Regions from separate parts of the Pelodiscus sinensis genome. Here region 2 is linked to region 1. The links are chromatin contacts, called in public Hi-C maps. All regions are on one chromosome and are shown on one strand. The core of a region is the stretch at or near the end of the contact, and the rest is flanking DNA. Distances in the headings are between cores, read along the strand shown. Region 1 holds the start of SNX16 (sorting nexin 16). Region 2 holds the start of MRPL53 (mitochondrial ribosomal protein L53).

What was found. Hi-C and Micro-C count contacts between places; a contact is called where the count stands out from the background.
Region 2: a Hi-C map of blood shows a contact between it and region 1, with 7 times the contacts expected there. The contact joins the promoter of MRPL53 here to the promoter of SNX16 in region 1. A contact is called at or near these places in 2 of 5 Hi-C or Micro-C datasets (blood and an unstated tissue).

The regions. Positions count from the first base shown.
Region 1 is chr2:48,344,902-48,350,503 of ASM4963464v1, forward strand. SNX16 (sorting nexin 16) reads left to right here and starts at 4,043. Exons shown (of 9, transcript XM_075920460.1): 1 at 4,043-4,220.
Region 2 is chr2:48,693,501-48,699,340 of ASM4963464v1, forward strand. MRPL53 (mitochondrial ribosomal protein L53) reads right to left here and starts at 4,492. Exons shown (of 3, transcript XM_075920478.1): 1 at 4,335-4,492; 2 at 1-9. The coding sequence starts at 4,426. PAG1 (phosphoprotein membrane anchor with glycosphingolipid microdomains 1) reads left to right here and starts at 4,510. Exons shown (of 10, transcript XM_075920476.1): 1 at 4,510-5,840.

The sequences.
Region 1 (5,602 bases), core at 2,793-5,292:
TGTGTTGCGTTGTTGAAAAGGAACCCCTAGATATTGAACCCACCCTTTGTTGCTGAATGACTCCAATGGGCAGAAGGGTTCTATAAAAGATACCCTTTTTTTTTTTTGCAGTGTCCAAGATTTCAAATGGAATGAGGCCTAACATGGATAGGATCTGGTACGCAAGTGGGCAACAAAACATTTAACAATAGTCCAGTATCCATTTGACAAATATCTTCCAAACAATCACTTGTTTTCGTCATGCATAGCTGATTCAGTAACTGAAATGCATTTTATTGCCACAAGATGGCTCAGTCTAGCCTCCCATTGAGGTACACAGCATACCTTCCCTGTTTTCATAAATAGCTTGAAACAAAACTGTTTCCAAGTGACTGTTCTGCAGGCTGAATTTGCTTTACAGAGTACACTCACTGTAAGTGAAAACCAGAAAAGGAATGGACCTGGGGACTGATTCTCCATGGCCCTGCACTATAGGCCTGATCCTAAGTCCAGGAGAGCCAAAGACAAAACTCCCATTGACTTTAGGGGGTGAAGAATAGAACTTTGTGGTCCTGCATTCTTTAGCAGCCAAAAATACCACTGACTCCTACAGAATTTTTGAATGTAAAAGGAATGCAGCATCAAGCTCTTGGAGTTTATTGAAAGGCCTCAGCTGATTTCAGTGGACTTTGGATCAGGCCTCTCAAGAATATCTTCCTTACTATTGCTGTTCAAAAACCCTGAGCTAAACTAAACTACTTTGGTATGCTAAAATTTTAAAAAGTGTGGCTTTATAGATGACCTAGACAAAAACTATGTCATATGAGGTCTCTAGGAGGATTAACGGTATGCAAAATACGAGGCTGGAAATGACATCTTTTAAATAAGCACCAGCAAATGTCTCAAGAGGTGGAAACTGTCATGTGTTTTCAAATCATAACCTGATCCTGTGATATTTGCAGAATCATAAGAGGAGCCGCCGGGAACATGACAATTCTTTGGAGGCTAGATTGCTGTAGGACATAGAAAGAAACAATTCAAGGTTGTTGATAGCATTCACAGAGCAGCTGGAGATGGCGAAGCTCCGGTTCTGGGCCTGAAAAACCCAGAACTGACTGGTGAGACTGCTTTGTCATGCAGGTTTGAAGTGATTAGAAGTGGCTGTAGACAGGAGTGACTGGTGAGGAAGCACACGGGGGGAGGGGCCACTGGCAACACAGGTCTTTGGCTTTCATGTGGCACTGCTGCTGGTCTCTGTCACAGCCTTTCTCCTGATTGCCCTGAACAATCAGATGTCCATATTTCTATGGGTGGCTCAGAACTGTGCCTTCACTGCCTCTTCTCTCTTCAGACACGGAAGATTTAGCACCTCCTGCATACTCCTAGCAGGAGTGCATTGCATCATGTTGCTGCCACGGTCAGCTGGGCAGTTGCACACCCTGATGGAGAGCTGCCATGTAAAATCACCAAGCCAGACAAACAGAATTTCAAAAATTTGTGGAGAGGAGCTTCCTGTCCTCTTGGTCCCTGGACAGCACAGTTCACAGTGGTGACCAGAGCAGGCATTGTGGGACAGCTCCTAGAGGTCAGTAACAGTTGATTTAAATAACAAAATGTCTACACTGAAGCTGCATTGGTCTAACTATAAATACCTTGCTGCAGGGGGTAGCAGAGTTAGTCTGTTACAGAAAAACAACAACAAATGGTCTGGTAGCACTTTATAGACTAACAAAACATGTAGATGATATCATGAGCTTTCATAGGCACAGCCCACTTCTTCAGATGACCAGAGTTATGAGTTTGGGATGTGTACACCTATTTATTTTGAACAAGTGCCATTTCGAAACCAAAACCATGGTTTAGACTTGTTTTTTCTGACAACAGAGAGATTTTTGAAGAAGAATACAGGATCTTTTGAAAAATCGCCCTGTTGTCGGAAAAACTGTGTCTAAACTGCGGTTTCAGTTTCGAAATGGCGCTTGTTCAAAACAGCACCAGAACACGAATATGCAAATGAAGCCCCGCTTCATTTGCACTTTCGAAACATCTAATTTACATCCCTTCACCAATAGAGGGGTGTAGTTTAGACACGGCCTAAAGTGTAGACATACTCTTAATGTTAGTGAAAGAAAAGTTACATTATCCAGTCCTAAAACAAAATCCCTGAAACCCTGCCATCCAAGAAACTTTTTTGTCCTATAATATAACAAATCAATACCAGCATGTAATCAGCAACACTGTAAATCACAATTTTATTACATGGTGCCAGAAGAAAATTTAATTTTGACAAAATGGGTAAATGTCATAACCTGAATCCCTGCCTATTTTGAATTCTTGTAATTCTATCTAGTTATTGCACCTTCCAGTCATAGCTATCTACCAGCATTGGGTCCAAAGAACAGGTACTCTCAGAACTCTTAGTTAAACATGGGTCAGAGACATAGCAAATGACTGACCAGGGATGTGAAAAGTGTTGAGAAATTGATACATTGATTCATTCTCTGTTTGCTTTATCAAGTATTTTGTTTATTCTCTTTTTGTCTTGTGTCCCTCCCCAAAACTTCTCACTAAGTTCTACATCAGGAGTTCACATAGAAGGGGTCCTTCAATTCTTTTGTCTAGAGGTGAGGGGCAAATGGGGTAGCATGCAGGGACATCTCCCATGCCTCCCTGATTTGCTACTTGGTTTGTACTGAAGGGCTGCATCTAGATTGGCATGATTTTCCGGAAATGCTTTTAACGGAAAAGTTTTCCGTTAAAAGCATTTTTGGAACAGAGCGTCTAGATTGGCATGGACGCTTTTCCGCAAAAGCACTTTTTTGCGGAAAAGCATCCGTGCCAATCTAGACGCGCTTTTCCGCCAAAAAGCCCCGATCGTCATTTTCACGATAACTGGGAAGGAGGGCTGAGAACCTGGATATGGGGAGGGGGCAGGAGAGGCTCAGAGCTGGGGCTGAGACTGGTGTGTGGTTTGAGTGCTAGTTCCACCTTGTGTCCAGGGACCTTGGCGGTGGGGGTGTCCTGGGAGAACAGGGGTATAGACTGGAGGAGAGGCTGGAGTGGGGTCAGGTATGGCGGGGGAAGTGGGGTCTGGCATGGGAGGGGGAGCAGGGACAGAAGCAGGGACTAGGACTGGTGCTGGGTAGGCCATCATCTCCTAGACAGTGGCACAGATGTTGTGACTCTGCTGCAGCAGCTCGGTCCACATCTGGACCTGTCATTGTGCATCGTCCCAGACCTTCTGGGCCAGCGTCTGCTGCATGTCCGTCCTCAGGACTCAATTAGTTGATAAGGGGGGGCACTCGCTATCCCTGCTGCACCTCTGCCTTTGATATGTAGCGGTCAGCTCTTGCAGAATTTCAAAGGCGGAAGCACAGCGGGCAACCCTGCTTGTGCTTGGCCCCTACTGTGCCTCTGCCTTTTAAATGTACTAAGAACCTGGTGGCTAACAGAGGCAGCAATGTGGGGGATGTGACTAGTCGAGTAGTGATTTGACTACCCGGTAAGCATATGCTTATCGACTACTCGACTAGTCACTTACATCCCTCCTCTATATGCAACAACTGCTGTGAACTGGAGTAGGAGTTATTTCTCCAGCACCAACCACGTGGAAAAGGTGCTCCACCCAGAACAAGTGAGAACTTGGCTTTCGTTTTTCTTAGCTCCTGTCATTCGACATGGCTGAAGGCTGCAAAAGCTTAAACTCCCTTCCCTATAGCAAAATAATTAGTATCTACTGGCTGTCCTAGCACGAACTGAAGGAAGGAGGAATGTTTCTGTTGCAGAACAGCACTATAGAACTCCGCAGAAGAAGCGGCAGTATTACCTAACCCAGAAGACTATAAATCCCAGTATGCAACACGACACATGGGGCCACCTGACCTATCATGCAACGCTGTAAAGCCCTGGGGGACCCAGCATGCGCCGTAGTATTTTGCCGAAGCGTCTGCCGGGAACAGCCAGCTCTTTTTGGCCCCGGTGGCTGCTGGGACTTGTAGTCTTAACGCGTCTCAAGTTCGAGGCCAATAGTCAGCAGGGAGGCTGCCTTGGTACCGCCCAACGGTGCAGAGGGTGGGCCGTTGGCGCGTGCCCGTCTGCCCAGTCCGCGCTGTGGTGCCGAACCCCATTACCCCGCCCCTTCCCTCACGAGCCTGGGCTTAACCCCGCCTCTCCGTGTGCGGGGGAGGAGGCAGCTGGTGTGGCGCGGCCGCAGTTGACTGAGGGAGCGCGGCAGGGAGCAGGTGAGGAGAGATCGGGGCCCCACGGCCCTTGGGGCCCGCGAGTGGGGCGGGGGCGGGGTCTCCGCGCAGGAGGGAGCGGCGCTCCCCAGGGGGCGGGCTATTGGCGGCGCAAGGGAGCAGGGGTAACCCCCCCCCCCCCCCCCGCGCGCGCGCTGATGGGGGAGGTGACGGGTACCATGCCCCGCTGGTCATGGGCAGCCCCGGCCCCTCCCGCCCGCAGGGCCCCGGGCGCGGGGCTGGGGGCCGAGAGGACTGTGGGCCAGCGCCCGCTCCACTCTGCTGGCGCGCGGCGCCCAGAGCTGGCAGGGCTCGCGCCAGGCTCCGCACGCGCTCCCGTTCCCGCCCGGCTGGGGTGTTGCTGTGCCCATGCTGCCTGGCCGGCCTGCTCCGCGAGGTGGCTGCAGGTTAGTGATGGGCGAGTGAATTGCATCGCCCACTTCGCGTGTGGGAGTAAAATAAGCCCTGTACAGTACTTGTCAGGTGGATGAATGTATTTTGAGTCTGGACGGGCATATCAACCCACCTTGTAGCAGGCGTGTGTCCAAGTCCTTTCGCGGCATGAAAAGTGGGAGAATCACTTGGAGACCTGCATCGTACACAAAGAACCTGCTTTCTGGTCCGGGGGGGGTTGTACTGGAGCCTGATTCTGCTCCCACTGAAGTTTTGCCATTGCTTTAATGGGTTGGAGAAAGGCTCAATTGGAAGATAGTGCAGATGCAGGATCCTGTTTTTTATAATAAAAGTTACATGCATTGATAAATACATTGTCTATATCAGTGGTTTTCAACCTGTGGTCCACAGATCCCTTGAAGTTCCCAATTTATGCCTCAAATTTCCAAAGGGGTGTTCACTTTGGAAAAAATAATTAGGAGTCTGCAAATGAAAAAAGTTTTGAAAAGGATTGGACTCTGAAGTATTATCTTCACATTACCTAAGAAGAAAATGTTCAAATTACCAGGTTTCAGACAATGGAGAACTCGCTAGTAGTAGGGTGGAGAGGAAGTTTTCCCTCTGTCGTCTTGTCCTGTATAATTAGGTGCATCTTGGATGCCTATTCATCTAATAATTTTGGAAAATGCAGTGTTAAAGGAAAAAGAGCAAGCTGCACACCATTGGTGTAATACAATCCAAATTCTATCACAATGTCATGTTCACTTGCTTGATATTTGCCACATTTTTGGAATGTGTTCTAACAGTTTTTAAGTTATACAGACTAATGAACCCAAGTCAGCCCCTGACTGGGTAAAGGGCTACTTGCGATTATTTAGCTTCTAAAACATTAATGAATGAGAACGATCAGACATGGACATAGCTAGCCTATGAAAGCACACTTCTTTATCACTGCTACCTTTGTCTTGTTGATTAATAATCTCCTGTATGTT
Region 2 (5,840 bases), core at 3,242-5,741, 350 kb after region 1:
AGAAATATTCTGAAAAGATTTAAGTAGAGATTAAATAAGAATATACTGAACATGTTTCTGTAATTAATTTGCATAGTCTGATGTTGCTAGCTAACCCAAATACAAACCAATTAAAATTTACATATACTGCCCCAGTTCATAAGTGCAGACTTGATTGCACGATCATGTTACTAGACAAAGACAGTTTAAAATCCTATTTTGTTTACTTTCTGAATTTCTTTCAGTTAAGACAATTGCAATCAATCAAGTCAGTTTCATTTTTCTTTATAAACAGCTTTATTTTCACATGGTCAATGTTTGGAGCAGAGAGAAATGTTTATTTTGTTTATATATCTGTTTTCATTGGATTTTTTCTAACTCCATGGTAACAATTTGCTGAAGTTTGTGTAATTTGTTTTTCAACACATACTTTTTTGTTAAAAGATCAATTAATAGGGTCCCTTTGAAGCCAGGTCGATCACCTGCAGGAGACAGGAAGGGATTCCCTGCACACATACCAGTATATTCTACTGTGTGTGTTTTTACTGCATTCCTTGGAAGCATCAGCTGTGGCCATAGCTAGAGATATGACACTGGATGAGGTGAGCCAGAACTCTGAGATAGCACCAAACATTCTCCCTCGCAATAGGCTTGCCTGGCTGGTTCCTGCTAACATGCTCAAAGTCTAATTGATTGCCATATGTGAGGTCAGGAAGGAATTTTCTCTGAGGTCAAATTGGCAGTGATCCTGCTTGTGTTTCCCCTTCCTCTGTACTGTATGTTTAAGGGGTACATGCAGGATTAGCTGGGTGTCTCTCACTCATTTCCCTGCCATTGTGAGGGTTTTAGGCATTGGTGCACTGTGGTCCCTTCTAGTCTCTGTCTATGGCTCACAGTATCTGGTTTCAAGAATGATAGAAATGTAGCCATGTTAGTCTGGTGTAGCTGAAACAAAATACAGGACTATGTAGCACTTTAAAGGACTAACAAGATGGTTTATTAGGTGATGAGCTTTCGTGGGCCAGACCCACTTCCTCAGATCTGAGGAAGTGGGTCTGGCCCACGATAGCTCATCACCTAATAAACCATCTTGTTAGTCTTTTAAAGTGCTACATAGTCCTGTATTTGGTTTCACGAGGTCTGTAACATTTTAGTCTTAATTTCAGTTGTTGGGTTTAGCTGGTTGAAGATGGGGGCAGCCTATGGTGAGGTCAGACTAAATGACCAGATTATCCCTTCTAGCCTTACTGTGTCTGTATGCACTTGTACATATGCAGGGGGCAATGAAAAAACTCTCCAAATATACTCCAAGTCTATATTTTGCATTCCTTTTGTGAAGTACAATTATTTGTACATTTTAGTAAGTTTGATCACCAACTAATATCAGTCATTGTTTTTCCTCACTATGTCAAGCACTGTGATGCTAATTACAAAGGACCTTATCTTGCAGCTGACTCCACATGTGCTGAAACTTGCACTGGCATGGCTCCCCAATGACTTTAGGTTTGGCACTTCTATGCTTAGCAGGGTAAAATTAAGCATATGCGCTTGCAGAACCGGGGTCTTAGTCAGTACTCTTCCCTTCGAGACATAACCCTAATTCAGACTAAGCTATTGTGCTAGAGTATAGCTGTGGCAGCAGGAAGACTAGCTGCCCCAAGTACATACTTAGGAACACATTAGGAATGTCAAGGAGTAATCAGTTAGCCAGTTACCGAGTAAGTATTATCTTACCAGCATGCTTACCAGGGTGACCAGCACCCAGCCACCCAGAGCAGATCCCATCTGTGCTGTGGGAAAGGGCTTCTCCAGCCCATCCCGGCCCACCACACTGTGCTGCAGGCAGGGGGCTGCTCCAGCAGCTCAAGATGGCAGGCTGATTAACCAGGTAGTTTAACTGATTAATATTTTAAATGGGCTTTTACATCCCTACGTAGCATCTCGATAGATAGTGGCTAGCTTCTCCCTCACTGCTGCTATACTCTTATTTTTAGGAGGCTAGCTCAGTTACATTTCAAGCAGATATGTCCCCTTAAGCTGGAATTTATACTTTTCAGCCCTTTGGATGTCTTTCCCAAAGACAGAGAAGCAGAAGACAGAATAACTGTATTTCAGCCTTTCTTTTGATCACTTGTTCTGCAAAACCTTGTTACGGTATTTTAAAGTGAATAAAAATGGCACCTTCCTATTAAAGAATTGCCTCCTCAGTATGTTCAAACATTTCTACTTACTGATCTACTTAGATGGTTTATTAGATGATGAGCTTTCGTGGGCCAGACCCACTTCCTCAGATCAAATAGTGGAAGAAAGTAGTCACAACCATATATACCAAAGGATACAATTAAAAATTTTTTTTATTTTTTTTTAATTGTATCCTTTGGTATATATGGTTGTGACTACTTTCTTCCACTATTTGATCTGAGGAAGTGGGTCTGGCCCACGAAAGCTCATCATCTAATAAACAATCTTGTTAGTCTTTAAAGTGCTACATTGTCCTGCATTTTGCTTCAGCTACCCCAGACTAACACGGCTACATCTCTATCACTGATCTACTTACTGATAGTGGGTTGTACCATCTTGCTGAGAGACAGCCATTTTCATTGCTACATTTTACTCTCATTATCAGTGTTGTAAGGATAGCACATTGGAGTGGCAATTTGGAGTCTATTCCTTTTACATTAACACAATTGATACATGAGTATAAATTAAAAGGGTGCCAATCAAACTAACACAATTGTAGAGATTTCACTAAACCAGTAGTCTGAAAATAATGGTATTACATATGTCTTGCTGCATTCTTAACTTGGCCAGTTCTCATGATATTTTATTTGATGTTTTAAATGAAATATAAGAATGGTCGTACTGGATCAGATCAATGGTCCATCTAGCTCAGTATCCTGTCACCAGTGCCAGATGCTTCAAAGAGAATGAAAACAACATTACAATTATCAAGTGATCCTTCCCATTTTCCAGTCCTAGGATCTGGCAATCAAAGGTTAGAGACACCCAAGACATGGGGTTGTATCGCTGACCATCTAGGCAAAAGCCATTGATGGACCATGAACGTACCGATTTCTTGTCTGAACCCCGTTATACTTTTGGCCTTTACAATATTCCTAAGGAAGGAGGTCCACAGGTGGTTTGTGCACTGTGTGAAGTACTTCCTTATATTAGTTTTAAACTTGATGCCTATTAATTAAAGCCCTCGTTAGTGGAAATAACTGATAAGAAAATCTCATTATTCAAAATAAAAAAACAACTGTAAGCCCAGTGGTTACAGAGAAAGGCCTGAGTGTACCGAATAGGCTCAAAAAGAGGGCAGTTTTTTAAAGCTTGTTTTTTGGAGAGGAGTTTGTTTTTAAACTCAATTTTTAGATATCTGACTTGGATTTTTTTATACATTTAAGTCTGACAATACTGCTTGCAATTGACAATAATGAGAAGAAAGTCATGTTAACTCTCTGGGCCTAGATAAAGTTGTCTTTGTACTTGGTAACTGATCTAGAACTGATCGCTTGCTCTTGAATGCACAGAACAGCAGACACTCACCCCCAATACCATTTTAGGAACTAAGCAGAAACAGATCTGAGCTACAAAGACATGCTGAGTGCACCTGGCTAGTGTGGGGGACCCCATCCCTTACCTGGAGAGGATAAGTGAGAAAGAGGGTGAACAGGCCCTGGGGAAAAGTGAACAACTCGGTGCCTCTGGCACAGACAGACAGCCACATCTGCCTGCCTCCTCCTCCCACATGGAAACCCAACTCCCGGCGGGGGGCAGGGCAAAGACCTCCTTTGCTAGGCTGAATGGACTCAGGCTCCCCCTCCCTCCCCTCCCCTCCCAGGAGCGGATAGGCCAGGCTGGTCTCTACCCTCCGACTCCCCTATGACAGGGCGAGGAGAACAAGGGGGCACTGGCTGCTCCCCGAGAAGGGGGATGGGGGGGGGAGACTGGCTGCTCCCCGAGGGGGGGGGAATTGGGGGACTATCTGGTGCCCGGGGGGGGTAATTGGGGCACTGGCTGCTCCCCGAGGGGGGGGAATTGGGGGACTGTCTTGTGCCGGGGGGGGTAATTGGGGCACTGACTGCTCCCCGAGGGAGGGGGAATTGGGGGACTGTCTTGTGCCGGGGGGGGGTAATTGGGGCACTGACTGCTCCCCGAGGGGGGGGGAATTGGGGGACTGTCTTGTGCCGGGGGGGGGTAATTGGGGCACTGGCTGCTCCCCGGGGGGGGGGGGGAATTGGGGGACTGTCTTGTGCCGGGGGGGGGGGGTAATTGGGGCACTGGCTGCTCCCCGAGGGAGGGGGAATAGGGGCCTTTGCGGGGGCCTGGCCGCCCTCCCGAGCTCTCCTCACCGCGTGGTTTCCACGTTGGTTTGGAAAGGGCAGAACCGGACCATGACGCTCTTCACGTGTTTCAGAACCACCGTGGCCTTGGGCACCGCCATTTTCTCCTTGCGTCCCCTTGGAACTGCAATTCCCGGAAGCCTCTTCGCCGAGGCGAGGCGCAGACGCGGGCGGCTGTCGGCGCGCGCCGCCCCATGGGAAATGTAGTGCGCGGCGGGCGGTCTGCGCTGCGGCCGGCGTGTCCTAGGAGCACCCCCTAGCGGGCAGCCGGGCTCGCAGCCTCTGCCACGGCGCGAGGGCGGGGCCGCTGTGTCTGCTCAGAGGCGCTTTCACCCACTGGAAGAAATTCTCCCAGTGCTCAGCAGTGGACTCGGATTTTGCTCCGGGAGCAGCGGGCGCCCGCTGAGCCGAACGAGGAGGAGGCAGAGGGGAATGTCAGCGGGTCACCCTGGGGCCAGGCCAGAGCTGCAGCAAAAACCAGCAGGGAACTATTTAAAGAACCGGCAGGGGCCCACGTTGCGAAAGGACAGTACCTGTACGAAATGTTAAGTTGCTTTCGCTGCTGGGAGAAGGACCAGGACTAACTGAAGCTTCAAAAGTCAAGTTCAGCTCAGTTAGTTGGAAATTTGATTCTTTTCACATTAACATTTTTTCATTCTTTTTCCTTGTCAGACTTATCAAATAGCGTGCTTGAAATACAGAACTATAAACTTATTATATATTAATGAGATGGTGCCCTGGTAGTTTGTTTATACCAGTGGTCAACAACCAGTAGATAGTAGATCTTGGGGCCTCTGACAGGTAATGCTGACTGGTTTGGCCAAGAGGCTATCCAGTGCTGGCTCTTCGGCTGCCTCTCCAGAACTGCTGCACAACTCCTGCCTTTAGCCTTGGAACTGCCTCCCTCACCCCTAGGAGCTTCCTGCTTGCTGGGCAGAGCCTGAAAAGGAGAGGGGGGGTGCTGATGTTAGGGTGCCCCCTCCCAAGCTATAGTCTGTCTTCACAGAACAGAGGTGGGGGTACAATAGGGCTTGCAGGGAGTTTGCTGGCTACTTTGGGGAGTGGTGCAGGGCCAGGGCAGGGATGAGCCTACCTTAGCTCCACTGCACCACCACCCAGGAGCCATCACAGGTAAGCAGTGTTTTTAAAAATTGGAGACTACTGGTTTATACACAGATCTGCTCCAACTGGCTTTGTGCAGATGGACATTTATTGGCTTCAGTGTGGGCTGTCAATAGAGCTGCCAATTTCCAGGGTTGTCCTAGCCTTCAAAGATTAAAAATTATTTTCAATTAAAGTTCCCCCTTACAAGAAGCAGCTGTTAGCCCCCATTTCTGCTTCCAGGGAAGCAGCCAATCCCCCTAAACTCTCCTCAAGGGGATCAGCCAATCCTCTCTATACCTTGCTCCCAAGGAGTAGCCAGCCCCTCCTACTCCTCCCTCATGGGAAGCAAGTGCTTTGGAGTTTAGGATTAAATTTCCCAAACATCTGGACAAACTATGATTCTTCTGATTA